Regions from separate parts of the Mus musculus genome. Here regions 1, 2 and 3 are each linked to region 4. The links are chromatin contacts, called in public HiChIP or PLAC-seq and promoter capture Hi-C maps. All regions are on one chromosome and are shown on one strand. The core of a region is the stretch at or near the end of the contact, and the rest is flanking DNA. Distances in the headings are between cores, read along the strand shown.

What was found. Promoter capture Hi-C pulls out the DNA fragments that hold promoters and counts their contacts. HiChIP or PLAC-seq counts read pairs in DNA pulled down with a chosen protein or histone mark.
Region 1: a contact with region 4 is called in a promoter capture Hi-C map of liver, with 2.8 times the contacts expected there. The contact joins the promoter of Brca1 here to the promoter of Atp6v0a1 in region 4. A contact is called at or near these places in 3 of 39 promoter capture datasets (erythroid cells, liver and pre-B cells) and 1 of 115 datasets of contacts at active chromatin or transcription factors (pancreatic cancer cells).
Region 2: a contact with region 4 is called in a promoter capture Hi-C map of liver, with 4 times the contacts expected there. The contact joins the promoter of P3h4 here to the promoter of Atp6v0a1 in region 4. A contact is called at or near these places in 2 of 39 promoter capture datasets (liver and pre-B cells), 2 of 115 datasets of contacts at active chromatin or transcription factors (extraembryonic endoderm stem cells and pancreatic cancer cells) and 2 of 9 other capture datasets (adipose tissue and liver).
Region 3: a contact with region 4 is called in an H3K27ac HiChIP or PLAC-seq map of heart atrium, with 5 read pairs. The contact joins the promoter of Jup here to the promoter of Atp6v0a1 in region 4. A contact is called at or near these places in 4 of 39 promoter capture datasets (hippocampal neurons, liver and pre-B cells), 3 of 115 datasets of contacts at active chromatin or transcription factors (extraembryonic endoderm stem cells, heart atrium and microglia) and 2 of 9 other capture datasets (adipose tissue and liver).

The regions. Positions count from the first base shown.
Region 1 is chr11:101,550,654-101,553,509 of GRCm38.p6, forward strand. It overlaps Brca1 (breast cancer 1, early onset), which reads right to left and starts at 1,302. Exons shown (of 23, transcript NM_009764.3): 1 at 1,116-1,302. Nbr1 (NBR1, autophagy cargo receptor) reads left to right here and starts at 2,001. Exons shown (of 24, transcript NM_008676.3): 1 at 2,001-2,302.
Region 2 is chr11:100,413,033-100,416,032 of GRCm38.p6, forward strand. P3h4 (prolyl 3-hydroxylase family member 4 (non-enzymatic)) reads right to left here and starts at 1,684. Exons shown (of 8, transcript NM_176830.3): 1 at 1,145-1,684; 2 at 895-1,047; 3 at 577-748. The coding sequence starts at 1,624. Fkbp10 (FK506 binding protein 10) reads left to right here and starts at 2,662. Exons shown (of 10, transcript NM_010221.2): 1 at 2,662-2,993. The coding sequence starts at 2,752.
Region 3 is chr11:100,396,532-100,399,364 of GRCm38.p6, forward strand. It overlaps Jup (junction plakoglobin), which reads right to left and starts at 1,259. Exons shown (of 14, transcript NM_010593.2): 1 at 1,105-1,259. It overlaps Gm12348 (predicted gene 12348), which reads left to right and starts at 1,585. Exons shown (of 4, transcript NR_132425.1): 1 at 1,585-1,606.
Region 4 is chr11:101,007,816-101,010,780 of GRCm38.p6, forward strand. It overlaps Atp6v0a1 (ATPase, H+ transporting, lysosomal V0 subunit A1), which reads left to right and starts at 1,626. Exons shown (of 22, transcript NM_016920.4): 1 at 1,626-1,749.

The sequences.
Region 1 (2,856 bases), core at 52-2,551, 540 kb after region 4:
GTGTTCTTTTTCTTGCTTAGAATCAAAACCAGTGGTGTCATACCTATAGTTTCAGGGACTGGAGAAGTTGAAGGAGGAGGATGGCTTGGACTCAGAAGTTCAGCAGTCTTTTTGGGCTAGTTTGGGGAGGCCAAAAGATCAGATATGGTTGTTTCAACCTGTACTTTCAGCATTCAGGAAGTACAGGCAGGAGGATAGAGTTCAAGGTCACCTAGAGCTACACAACCCAATTACAGAAGGCCCTGTCTCACAAACTCTAAAACTAGCTGAGAATGGTAGTGGATATCTTTGACCCCCTCCTCCCCAGAGACAGGGGCAGGTGGAGGAGTGTTTAAGACCAGCCTGTTCTATTATACACAGCTCCAAGCCAGCCAGAGCTAATATAAATGAGACTAGACTCTGTCTCAAAACTAATCAACTACCCAGCATTCAGGAGGCAGAGGCAGGTGGATCTCTGTGAATTCGAGGCCAGCCTGGTCTATAGAGCTAGTTCCAGGACAGCCAAGGCTACACAAAAGCCAAAACCAAACCAAACCAAACCACCAACATAAACGCTAACCAACCAAACAAAAAAGAAGCACACATATTATTTTAAAAGTCGCCAAAAGGAACACTTAAAAACTGCTAAAGCGTCTCCACCCTACCTCTTCTGGATGTTTCCCTGTTAAGGCTCTCTTTAAACACGTCTTCTCTGCCAACAGCATTCATTACTATTGCCATTCCCTTATGTACTTCCCTTCTAGAACCTTCTGTGAAATGTACTCGGGTCTAGTTCTTCAGGAGTTTCCCTCCACAAACTCCGTTTTTCCCCCCTCTTCCCTGCCACACTTCTGCCCGCCTTTCCTCTCATCCTTTAGCCCGCATCCGTATACAACCTTCAAGATACGATTACAGCCAGAACTCCCCCTCGTAGATCCTTTGCCCTCTTCCTCACAGCTGCCCCCGGGAATGCACAAACTGCACCCTTCCCAAGAGTCCTGTTTGAAAACGTCTGGGACCCTTTGGTTCCGCCCCAGGTACTTTCCTAATCAGTAAACACCCGTCTCCACCAGCAGCTTCCTGCCTTTCATATGAGTATTCCGGGGTACCCTTTCTGTTCCTCAGGGCTGTCTCACCTTTTCTCCGAGAAAAAAGATCCGTACTTCCAAGCGCCGAGGACGGAGAAGCCCCAAGAGAGGTGCTGGATCCTCTGGCTGCACGGGCAGCGGCCGCGCAGCCGCAATTACAATCTATCTAAAATTCCCGCGCTCTCCGTCGCCAAGGAAACCGGCCGCTTGGCGCCTAGCGCTAGCCTTTCGGAACACAAGATCCAGACACGTCAGCGGAAGGGAAGGGAGGAGCGAGTTGGGGGGGGGGGGTGCTGAAACTGTTTCTGGGTTTGCGATTGGCTACCTAGTCTTTTTTTTTCCTGTATGTCGTCACTAGAAAGAGACGGAAGAGAAAGAATTTCGAGGTTTCTCTTAGGCAGCCCCTTCGCATCTACGCCTGCTTATTACGTCACAGTAGTTCTGTACAAAGGGTGGGAATCGCTCCCTGAGGCCGGAATATGAGCGCAAGGTAGTGCCCAAAGCAGTTGCAAAACGAGGTCTCATCCCTCCCTCAGCCTTCCTGCCATGGAAGTCTCCAGTTTCGGTAAATAAGAGACTTGTGTAAGAAGAACTACCAATTCCAGCATGCATTGCGGAACGAAAGGCCTTCTCCACAGCATCTCTTGGAAAGTGTAGTCTTACGGGAAAAGAGCTTCTCACACCGGAAGCAGGCACGAGTACCACAGGAACCCAGTCGGTACAGCGGAGACCTCCTCGCAGTTATGCGTCTTAGCTGCTATGAATCGCAGCGTTCTGTGTTCGTGTTTTGTGCACAGAAAATAGACTAAAAGGAGCTGTGGGTTCCAGGAAGACTACAATTCCCGTCCAGCCCCGCGATTCTCGGGTAACTAGTCCGCCAATGTCAGTGACCTGGGAAAAGCAGAGGGTGGCCAATCGGCTTGGGAAAGGGAAATCCAACCAGCTGACTTCTGCGCGCTAGTTCCGCCCCTCGGCCTGGGTGTTTGTTATTGTTATGCGGTTCAGAGAGCTTCTGTCCCTCCCTTGCCAACGCAGCACTGACCAATCGGTAGAGAGGTTATTTTGAGGGGCAGATAGAAAGAGCCAATCATCTTGTGGAAAACTCCGGGAAACATGGGACTAGGCCCGGTCTCTGTCCGCCATGTTAGATTCACCCCGCAGGGATAGCAGGCGAGCTGGCCGCGAACGGTCCTTGCACTGGCCACTGGCAAGCGCCCCCCGTGGGCGGAAAGCTGGTAAGGAAGCTACCACTGTTACCTAGAAGTAGGGGCACGCCGTTCTTAGAGTGCTCGGGGAAGTTCAAGGGGAAAATCTTGCAAAGAGGAGTGACTTTCCGTGTTCAGGGGCAGCCAGTCTTTTCAGTGACCAGATGAGGGAGTCGCTTGGGTTGTCATCGATAGTGGGGGGTGGATACTGCCTGAGGGAGACAGTTCATGGCTTAGAAGGGCCAGTTTCTGCTAAGAAAAGGTCTCGATCCCCCCCAGAACATAAAGAGGGCTTCGATGGTGGTGACACTCACTGTCCTGGGGACATGGAGTTCCGGGAAACCATTACTGGAAGACTGGGATTAAGTCTGCGACAAGAAAGGACATACATCTTCCTCATTCTGTCCCTTTCCTATTTTTAAGGCTCTATTGAAGGAAGATATCTTGAGCTAGGACCTTCCAAATTAGAAAGGCATCGTTTTTCCCGTTATGTCAAACACCCACCTTTCAGATGACACATTTTAAAACTCAGGTTGCTTGTGCCAGCTTCTGGTATAGAAAATGAAGTTCAGATTCCCAAATTG
Region 2 (3,000 bases), core at 434-2,933, 590 kb before region 4:
GAGAGAGAGAGACAGAGAGAGAGAGAGAGTGTGTGTTCTGGGAGAATAGGGGTCCTGATAATAGTTCTTTCTGCCTCACCGCTACCTCCCTTGAAGGGCCTTGTGGTCACGGATCCAAAGACTAGCTGTGGTTCCTCCACCCAGCCCTGCTTTCTGCACACACCTGCCTGGAGTCAATTCCTCATCTCCGTTGTTGTTCGAGACAAGGTCTATAAAGCTTCAGTTGCCCAGGAACTCACTCTGTAGACCAGGCTGGCATTGGACTCACAGAGATCAGTCTACTTCTGCCTCCTGAGTGCTGGGATTAAAGGCCTGTGCCACCGTGCCCTGTTCTTTTGTTTTTTGAGGCAATCTATTTCTCTATATAGCTGACCCAGAATTTGCTATGTATACCAGCATTTCTCTCATCAGACTGGAGACAGAAAAGGCCTGACTCGTGTGTAGCTTTGGAGCACTTTGCTAGACCTGTTGAATGCGGTCACCGGACATAGCCACGCATTAAGAGGCCTTAGAAGGCCTGGGAAGCCAGGGCACTGTGGGTGAGGGATACCTCACAGTGGTCTGAATGGTATATACCTGCTATCGCTGGGTAGAAGTCCTTGAAGTCTACCTGCTCGTGGGCCCCCTCACAGCCAGCTAGACACCGAGCAAAGACCGTCATATATTCAGCCAGGGCCCGCTCCATGTCTTCTGTGCTGCTGCGAAAGTCCCCGCTGTTGTAAAGTTTCACAGCCCGGAGGAACACAGCCTGGAGAGGTGCATGGCGGGGGTAGTCAAGAAGACCCCGAAGGCTCATAAGGTGTGTGTGTGTGTGTGTGTGTGTGTGTGTGTGTTGGGTGAAGAGGTTGTAGGAAGGTGTACCAAGGCTAGCCATCCCTCCCACTCTCTCCACACCTCGTAGGGCTGGGCCTCCAGGTCGGTGAGGGACTCATCTCCAATATCCAGCATCCCCCTGTAGTAGTTGAGATACTTGGCGGTCAGCTCGTGCTTGGGGTTCCTCTGGAGGAAGGTGTAGGCCGCAGCCACCGCCTTCTCCAGTCGGTTCGCCTGGTGAGGAGCGTGGGGAGTGGGTCAGTGGGGGCCTCGGACGCACCGCGGGCCTCACGTTCTAGGGAAACTCGACGGCGGCCCCGGCCGCGCCCACCTTGAAGTGCGCGTAGTGCAGGTACTGATAGGGCAGGCGGCTCTGGAAGTCGCGCAGCAGCTGCCGCGGTGGGTAAGGGACTTGAAAGGCGGGCAGCGTCTTCTTGCAGCGCCGCAGGCAGGCGGCGCGCTCCAGGACGTGACCGAAGAGCCGCAGCTCGCGAGCCCAGTCCTCGCCATCGCCGTCGTGGTCGCCGTCCGGGCCGGACGCGGGCCGAGGCTGAGAGGTGGCGGGGCCACTACAGTTGGCGTGGCAGAAGGCCTCGCTGTCGCGCAGCAGCCGGTGCAGCCGCAGCGCCGCCTCCAGGTAGCGCGCGCTCTCGCGCCAGCTTTCGCCTTCGTATTGCTCCAGAGCGTGGCCGTAGGCCGTGGCCAGTGGCATCAGGTCCTCCGGAGGGAATCCTCGGAAGCTGTATTTCTCGTACTGGGCCCCGGCGCTGCCCAGCAGCAGCCACAGCAGCCCCCACGCCCCGCGAGCCATGCCCGCACCGCGCCCGGAGGCTTACGGAGCAGCCGGCGACCGTCGGGCTCCAGCCAGCTCGGGCTCCAGCCCAGCCCACCCCCAACCCCCGGAGCTCCTGCTGGGTCTTAGCGCCGGGCCCTAGGCTAGAGCCGGGAGGCTGGAATGCCTCTCTAGGACCGTCAGTTGACGCTCGAGTCCACTACGTGGGCTGGCCCTCGACCACTAGCAATGCTTACACCACCACTGGCCCTCCCTGGCAGACACGGGTGGGTGGGGCTACGTTTCACGCCCAGAAAGCCCCTCCCCACAGCAGTGTCGTCCCCCCCCCCCCCCTTAAGTGCCACCTCTGTCCTTTGCGTAGGCAAAGTGGACGAAGTCACATAATCTGGTCTTTTTCTCCTCGAGTCTCCTCTGCTCCCCCTAGGTGGCCCGGTAAACACCCGCGCTGACGTCGAGGCGTACACACCTCTTGTTACCCCGCACACCTAGCACTGACACCATCAGCCTCCCGCCGGAGCAAGATTCCTGTGTCTTCAGTGCAGCCAGGCTTTTGCAGGACAAAACAACCTTTCACCTAGAGAACATTCTCCCTAACCCCCCTTTCCTCTAACCTTTCGCGGGAGGAGAGTTGGGGCGGGTGTGTGTGTGTGTGTGTGTGTGTGTGTGTGTGTGTGTAGAACTGAAATAGCCCTCAGATTACAGCCTCACCTGCACCAGAAGGGGCCTAGATTTGGGGTGCCAGGGAAAGCTAGAGATTCCTCCAACAGGCTTTAGGACCCAGAGACTCTGGAAAAAACTTTTTCATTTTGGAAGTCCACTCCAACTTCTCATCTTTCCCGAACCTCCCTCTGGGCCAGGCCCCGGGTCTCAGTCCCGGATGGAGTTTTGGGGGAGGGAGACTCAGAGATCTTTGTGGCAAATTCCTTGGACTCCAGAGACTCTCAACCTGGCCCCCACCTCCTAGTTCACCATAAAACATCACCCTGCCCGGCCAGCTCATTCTCCCCAGCCCCCATTCCACGTGGACCCGCCAGGGCGGGGTGGGGAGAGAGGACAGGAAGGGGGGGAGTCAGCTCTGAGAGGAGGGGGAAGGAGGCTAGCGGCTGGCGTCCGCTCTCACTGCCGGCGTCCCTGGTCTGGGCACCATGTTCCTTGTGGGGTCCTCCAGCCACACCCTCCATCGGCTCCGCATACTGCCGTTGCTGTTGCTTCTACAGACCTTGGAGAGGGGACTGGGCCGTGCCAGCCCGGCCGGAGCCCCCTTGGAAGATGTGGTCATCGAGAGATACCACATCCCTCGGGCCTGTCCCCGAGAAGTGCAGATGGGGGATTTTGTGCGTTACCACTACAATGGCACTTTCGAAGACGGGAAAAAGTTTGACTCCAGGTAAGAG
Region 3 (2,833 bases), core at 9-2,508, 610 kb before region 4:
CCCTACCTCAGGCCTTAGGGGCCTGGCAAACAGGATGGAGTTGGGGGCAGGGAGAACAGGGTCAAAGCGCACACACTGGCTACGTTCAGCTTGGAGCTGACTGGGGGAAGGGGTTTTCCTCCAAGAAGTACCACCAAGCCTAGAATCAGCTCTCAACAAGGAGACTAGAAAAATCCTAGAAAAGGCTCCCATGGTTACTTTCTCCTGGAAAGTTTGTTTGGAGTGATTTCTCAACAAGAATGGGTTGCAGAAATCAAAAGATATTGCTGTTTCCCTATCAACACTCTGGAAACCACAGCTACTAAAAACTGGGCGAGTGCTTCTTAAATTTTCTCTACCGGCCCAGACTCCAGGCCAAGCCACCAGTGTCAGACATCGGTAGGGCACTCAGCCCAGACCCTTCACCAGTTCCCCAGTCACCCTATCCCACCTCCGTAGGAGAAGGCATTGACCGGCGTACACTAGAGCGGAGGGAGGCGCCACAGGTCCAGCTCGGAGCTGCAGGGCAGGGCCTCCGTCTTCCAAGCGCTCACCTGCTCTGCTCAGCAGGTGGGAATTGCGTCCCTGGGAAAATGTGCACTCGGCCCCCACAGTTTGGAAAGCTGGGCGCAGACAATAGGGCCCCACCCAGGCCTGGGGGAGTAGGGAGGGAGGGAGAGAAAGCGAGGATGACGCGTGGGGTGCGGTGAGGGTGGCCCCAAAGAGACTAGGCAGCAAGTTTCCCAAACGGTAAATTCCTGTCACCGTGAGCTCCGGGACCAGGCGGAGCGGGTCAAAGTCTGCTCGGTCAGCTCCAGGGGAGAGTCAGGGACGCCGTGTTAGGCGAGCTCTGGGGCCCTGGGGGAGGCGCGAACTCCGAGGCACCTGCCCTAGTTCCTCCCCACCCTTCTCAGACCTGCGGTTCACCGAGCCTGGAGGGGCGCTCCAACCCAGATTGCTTGTCCCAAGGGTCCCGCGCCCCGGACCCCAGCGCGCCCCCTGTCGCTGGTGTAGGATGCGCTCCCTGACACCCGCCCTCACCTGCCCTGAAACCGCTGGAACCAGCCTCCCGGCCGCTTGCTGTCCCTACTCTCCCACAGTGATTCGTACCCCGATCGGGTGTACCTGAGCGTGGAGCCGGGCTGAGCCGAATCGGGGTCGGGTCTGGCCGGGAGGGAGCCGGCGCGGGCAGCGAACTGAGCTCGGCGCACTCGGGCGGCGGCTGCTCCGGACTCTGGCCAAGGCAGCAACTCAGTAACCGAACAAAAGGCAAAGGGACCTGACAGCCAAGCCACACCTCTCGCCCCCTCGAAGCTCCGCCCCCTAGGGAGACTCCCACCCTCTGAGGCTATCTCACTGGCTGCCCAGCCTGACTATCCCATCGAGGGGCGGAGCCTCGCGCCGGGACCTCTACCACGGCCGCCTCTGTTTATGCGCTCACCATTGGCCCCAGGGACTGCCACTCGACTCTGGGGTGGACGCCAACTTGAGGTCTCATCCTCACTCTGCATCTATTGGCAAATAGAAAGTTTCTTCTTTATGATTGGACAGAGGGCTGTCAGTAAGACTAAGGAAAAAGCCAATGGATCAGGTGGGGCGTGACTTGCCCCACCCTAGCCCTGAGCAGGTAAGACTCATTATTCTCCCCTTCCCCCCCTACCTGTCCAACAGGTGAGTCAGGGGGAGGCATGGGAAAGGACTGACGCCTTCACTAGCCAGCCAACTCAGCGTCAGGCTTATTCATTCTTGCCTCAACGTAGTAATAAGATGTTTGTAAAGCATTTCATAGGCTTTGTGCTGGGTTGGGATTTTCTCCCCCCTACAAAAGATGGAGTGTTCCCTGATCCCTTCTGTTTAGAATTAGCAGGCCTGGGTTTGGGTTCTCCCCTTAATCTTTGTATGACCTTAGGCTAGTTAGTGTACCTTTCACCCTGTATCTCTTCTGTAAAGTGGGTTCATTAGCTTTATCTATCTTAGGTTGGAGAGATTAAATGAAATAAGCTTTGTAGTAGCACTTAAACAGCTGAGGAATGTCAGTATTTAAACTGTCTCAGTTCGAGACAGTTCTTAAAAAGTGCTGGAGCAGCCAGGCAGTGGTGGCACTCGAGGAGGCAGAGGCAGGCAGATCTCTGTGAGTTAAGAGGCCAGCCTGGTCTTCAAAGTGGGATCGAAATGATCCATGTTAAAAGAATATTTTTAATGGGCTTGTGTGGTGCCTCAGTTGTGCAGATGTGACCACCCGAGTCTGATACCTCATGGAGGGAGACAACAGCCAAGTCTCACAGGTTGTCCTCTGTCCTCTGATCTCCCGCCTTGGCACAAGTGCCACACACATAAAAGTAAATAAAATGTAATGCGATTTTAAAACTACGCTCCAAAGAGATCACAAGACTAGGAAATATGGTACACTCTAAACTCCGACACCTTCTTTCTTTTTTTTTTTTTTTTGTTTTTGTTTTTGTTTTTGTTTTTCCAGACAGAGTTTCTCTGTATAGCCCTGGCTATCCTGGAACTCACTTTGTAGACCAGGCTGGCCTCGAACCCAGAAATCCACCTGCCTCTGCCTCCCGAGTGCTGGGATTAAAGGCGTGCGCCACCACGCCTGGGCCGACACCTTCTTTCAAGTCCCAGAGCAGAAGGGTCAGTGTGTTTTGGGGGTGGGGCGGGGGGGGGCTGGATACTGCTCCAGGGAGAAACAGACAAAGGAGATTAAATAATGATGTAAGGAAACTTTGACGGATTTGGGGGAAAATCAGACATTAGATGGAAAGAAAGGGAGCAGAGGTCTAAACCAAAGCGAGGCAGCAAGCCCCTTCAGAGTAGACAAGGCTGTTGAGCCATCCAAAAGAACTCA
Region 4 (2,965 bases), core at 376-2,875:
CATAGACATTTGAAATTAGTGAGAGGCAAGATGGCCAAGATTAGAGCACGGAAAGAAAATAGATGAACACTGGGGAAAGATGTCTAGCAGGAGATGAAAGGAAGAAGAAGAAGAAGAAGAAGAAGAAGAAGAAGAAGAAGAAGAAGAAGAAGAAGAAGAAGAAGAAGAAGAAAGTCTTAGCTTAACAGGTTAAAGTATTTCAGACAAGCCTGATGCCCAAGTTCAATTCCTGGGTAACTCGGGGTTAAAGAGAACCAACTCCCACTAAGTTGTTCTCTGACCTCCATAATAACTATTATTATTATTATTATTATTATTATTATTGGACCTCTAAGAGGATGTACTTTCAGGGAAACCACGGCGTGGGGTGTAGAAACAACTCAAGTGAACTATAGTCCGGGATAGGCTTTCTTACAGGTAGTGTATGAAACACTTGTTTGCGGTTAGGAAGCAGCTGACTCTGAGGTTAGCTTTTTTTTTCTAAGTCTACGAGGAAGGAAGTGACAGTCATTGTGAAATACTTGGCAGGATTTCAATTGTGGGTCCCTGCCTGTAGAAGGAGCTTCAGAATGTGAAAACCGTAAAGCCTAGGTCTCAGAAATGCTGCTTCTCGAGAGAATTGTAATGAAGCAATACCTTCAATTACCATGTGCAGTAGAAAAATTCAAATAAAATGTTCACTGTGTCCATCATTTTGTTCGGGCTCACAAAACACGTTTTGTAATACTTCTGCCAAGCAGATAAAAATTATCAGTACAAGTTGCTTTTTTTTTTTTTTTTAAATCCGAAATACCTCCTTCACTACACTTGAATCTCAATGAGTTCCGCCACCCACAGAGACTGACTGACCAGTTCTCCAAGTTCCTCCTGATGTTTCTGCTGACTCCCTACTCTTCTTTAATTGGGGGGAAAGGACTCTATCAATATTTAGAAAAGGAGCTTTAAAAAAAAAAGGTAGGTATTATTTTGCATTCAAAAGATATATGAGGAACTGAAAACTCCTACGTGGTCAGATGGGTTCACAGAAACCTAGTAAGCAAGATAAAAATAATTACTTTGTCAACATGTGGTCTTCCGGGGATTTTTTTTTTTTTTCCAATTTGGATAAGTGTAAATCCTAGGTAGCTGCTGGAAGAATGAATCCGATACTTTGTAAGTGGACGAGATCCTATGTCTCTAATATAGGACTTATCTTAAGTCGCTCTCCAGTCTGGGGCTCAAATATTTTCAGAGGTCTAAGAACGACATAGGATGCGTATACGTAAAGAAGACTAGCTTTGAGGCTCCCTTCAAGCTCTCAGATCATTCTATAATGTGCCCATTTCTTTCATGCTGCTTTCTCCAAGAAAAAGTTGTGAATTGGTTCTCTGGAAAGTAGAGATGGCAGGTAACCTTGCTCCGAGGATAATAGAGAGAAAGGATTCTGATGGGCTCAAAAGGCAAACACTTCAAAAGTCACACGCCCAGCCCAGATGACTTCCAAACTGGGATAGAAATCACAACGCCGGAACAAAGATGGCGACTGCACACCAGGACTCGCCCGAGCCCCATAGACTCTGCACTGCGGCAGCAGGGGAGAGGCAGCATCCTATTGGTCAACTGAGATGAAATCATCTCGGGGGCGGGACTCGACGGTGGCGTGGGGGCGGAGCCTTGCTTGCGTACGCTGGTCGGCGACTCTGCTCAGCCTGAGCCGGGGTCGCTTTGCTGCGGCGGCTGCGGTCGCGGCGGCGGCGGAGCCGGCGAGAGGTGAGCTGGGGTTGTAGAAAGAGCGCTTCCCCGAGTGGCTTTCGAGGGGACGTGGAGCGCACTCGGATACCTCGGATGCTTGTCAGAAGAATTAGCCAGGATCTTAGGTCTCTGAGAAAAATATGGGGGGCTCATCTCCCTCTTCGGACACCCTTCCTGTGGGCAGAGGAACTGGAGGGCCACTGCTCAGGAATGACCCGGGAGAGGAGGAGGCGAAAGGACAGAAGAGATCGGATAGGCAGAGTGATCTGGGGGGATTTCTTAAAGGGTCTTACAATTTGGGGATTTCTTCCCTAACCAGGAGACAGGTTATGCCTGGTCCAGAAAATTTCTGCGCTCTCACTGTGCAGCTTAGAAACGAAGAGGTGAACGACAAATGCTCCCTGCTAGAAAGGGAGGATTGGAGAATCCGAGCGAGAGTCCTCCTGGGAGGACCTTGGGTTTGGATCACCCTTTTGCAGAATTACTTTCTTCGTACTTCATTTCGCGACCCCTGGAAACCGCTTTTCCAAATTCGTATTGTGTTTGGTTTCAGTGGGGGTAGAGATAGTCTTGGAGAGGCCTGTAATCATGAAGGAACAGGAGGAGGGCGGTAACTCACTGGAGGCTGTCAGCCCTGTCAGCCCTGTCAGCTATGCCTGTCAGACATGATTTCATTTATTTTGAGGTTGTGGCATCTATCCTCGTTCAAGGTGGAAAGGACTGGTTATAGCTTATGTGGGTGATTCATATTCTTAAGTCAACCCACATAATCTCTTGAGAAATGCTTGCTTTTAGTCGAGTGTGTTATTTTGCTCTCCTTGAACACCTAATGCCGAAAGGATTTGTTTTTCGGGTTCCTCAAAATGTCTTCCTGCCTTCCCGAAGGGCAAATCTTCTCGGAAACATCAGTCTTATCTATCGATTAACATGGAATTTGCATGACGTTACGACATTAAAAGTGATGCAGTGCATGATGATCTGTTGAGGATAGATACTGCAGATGCTGCTGTACCGAAGCTGAGCGGGGAGCTTATCGCGAATAAATAATTGCATTTTCAGTACCACTGATAGCGCCAGCTGCTGACCTGAACGGAAGCCTTCAGGCTCCTAGGAGAGACTTGACAGATAGAAGAAGGCAGTTGTCTTTGAGGATGGGGATGAGTCGCAGGAAGCTGCAGAGGTGGAAGGCTTTTCCTCCGGCTTGTTAAAAGTGCTTTGTCATTACCAACGTTTT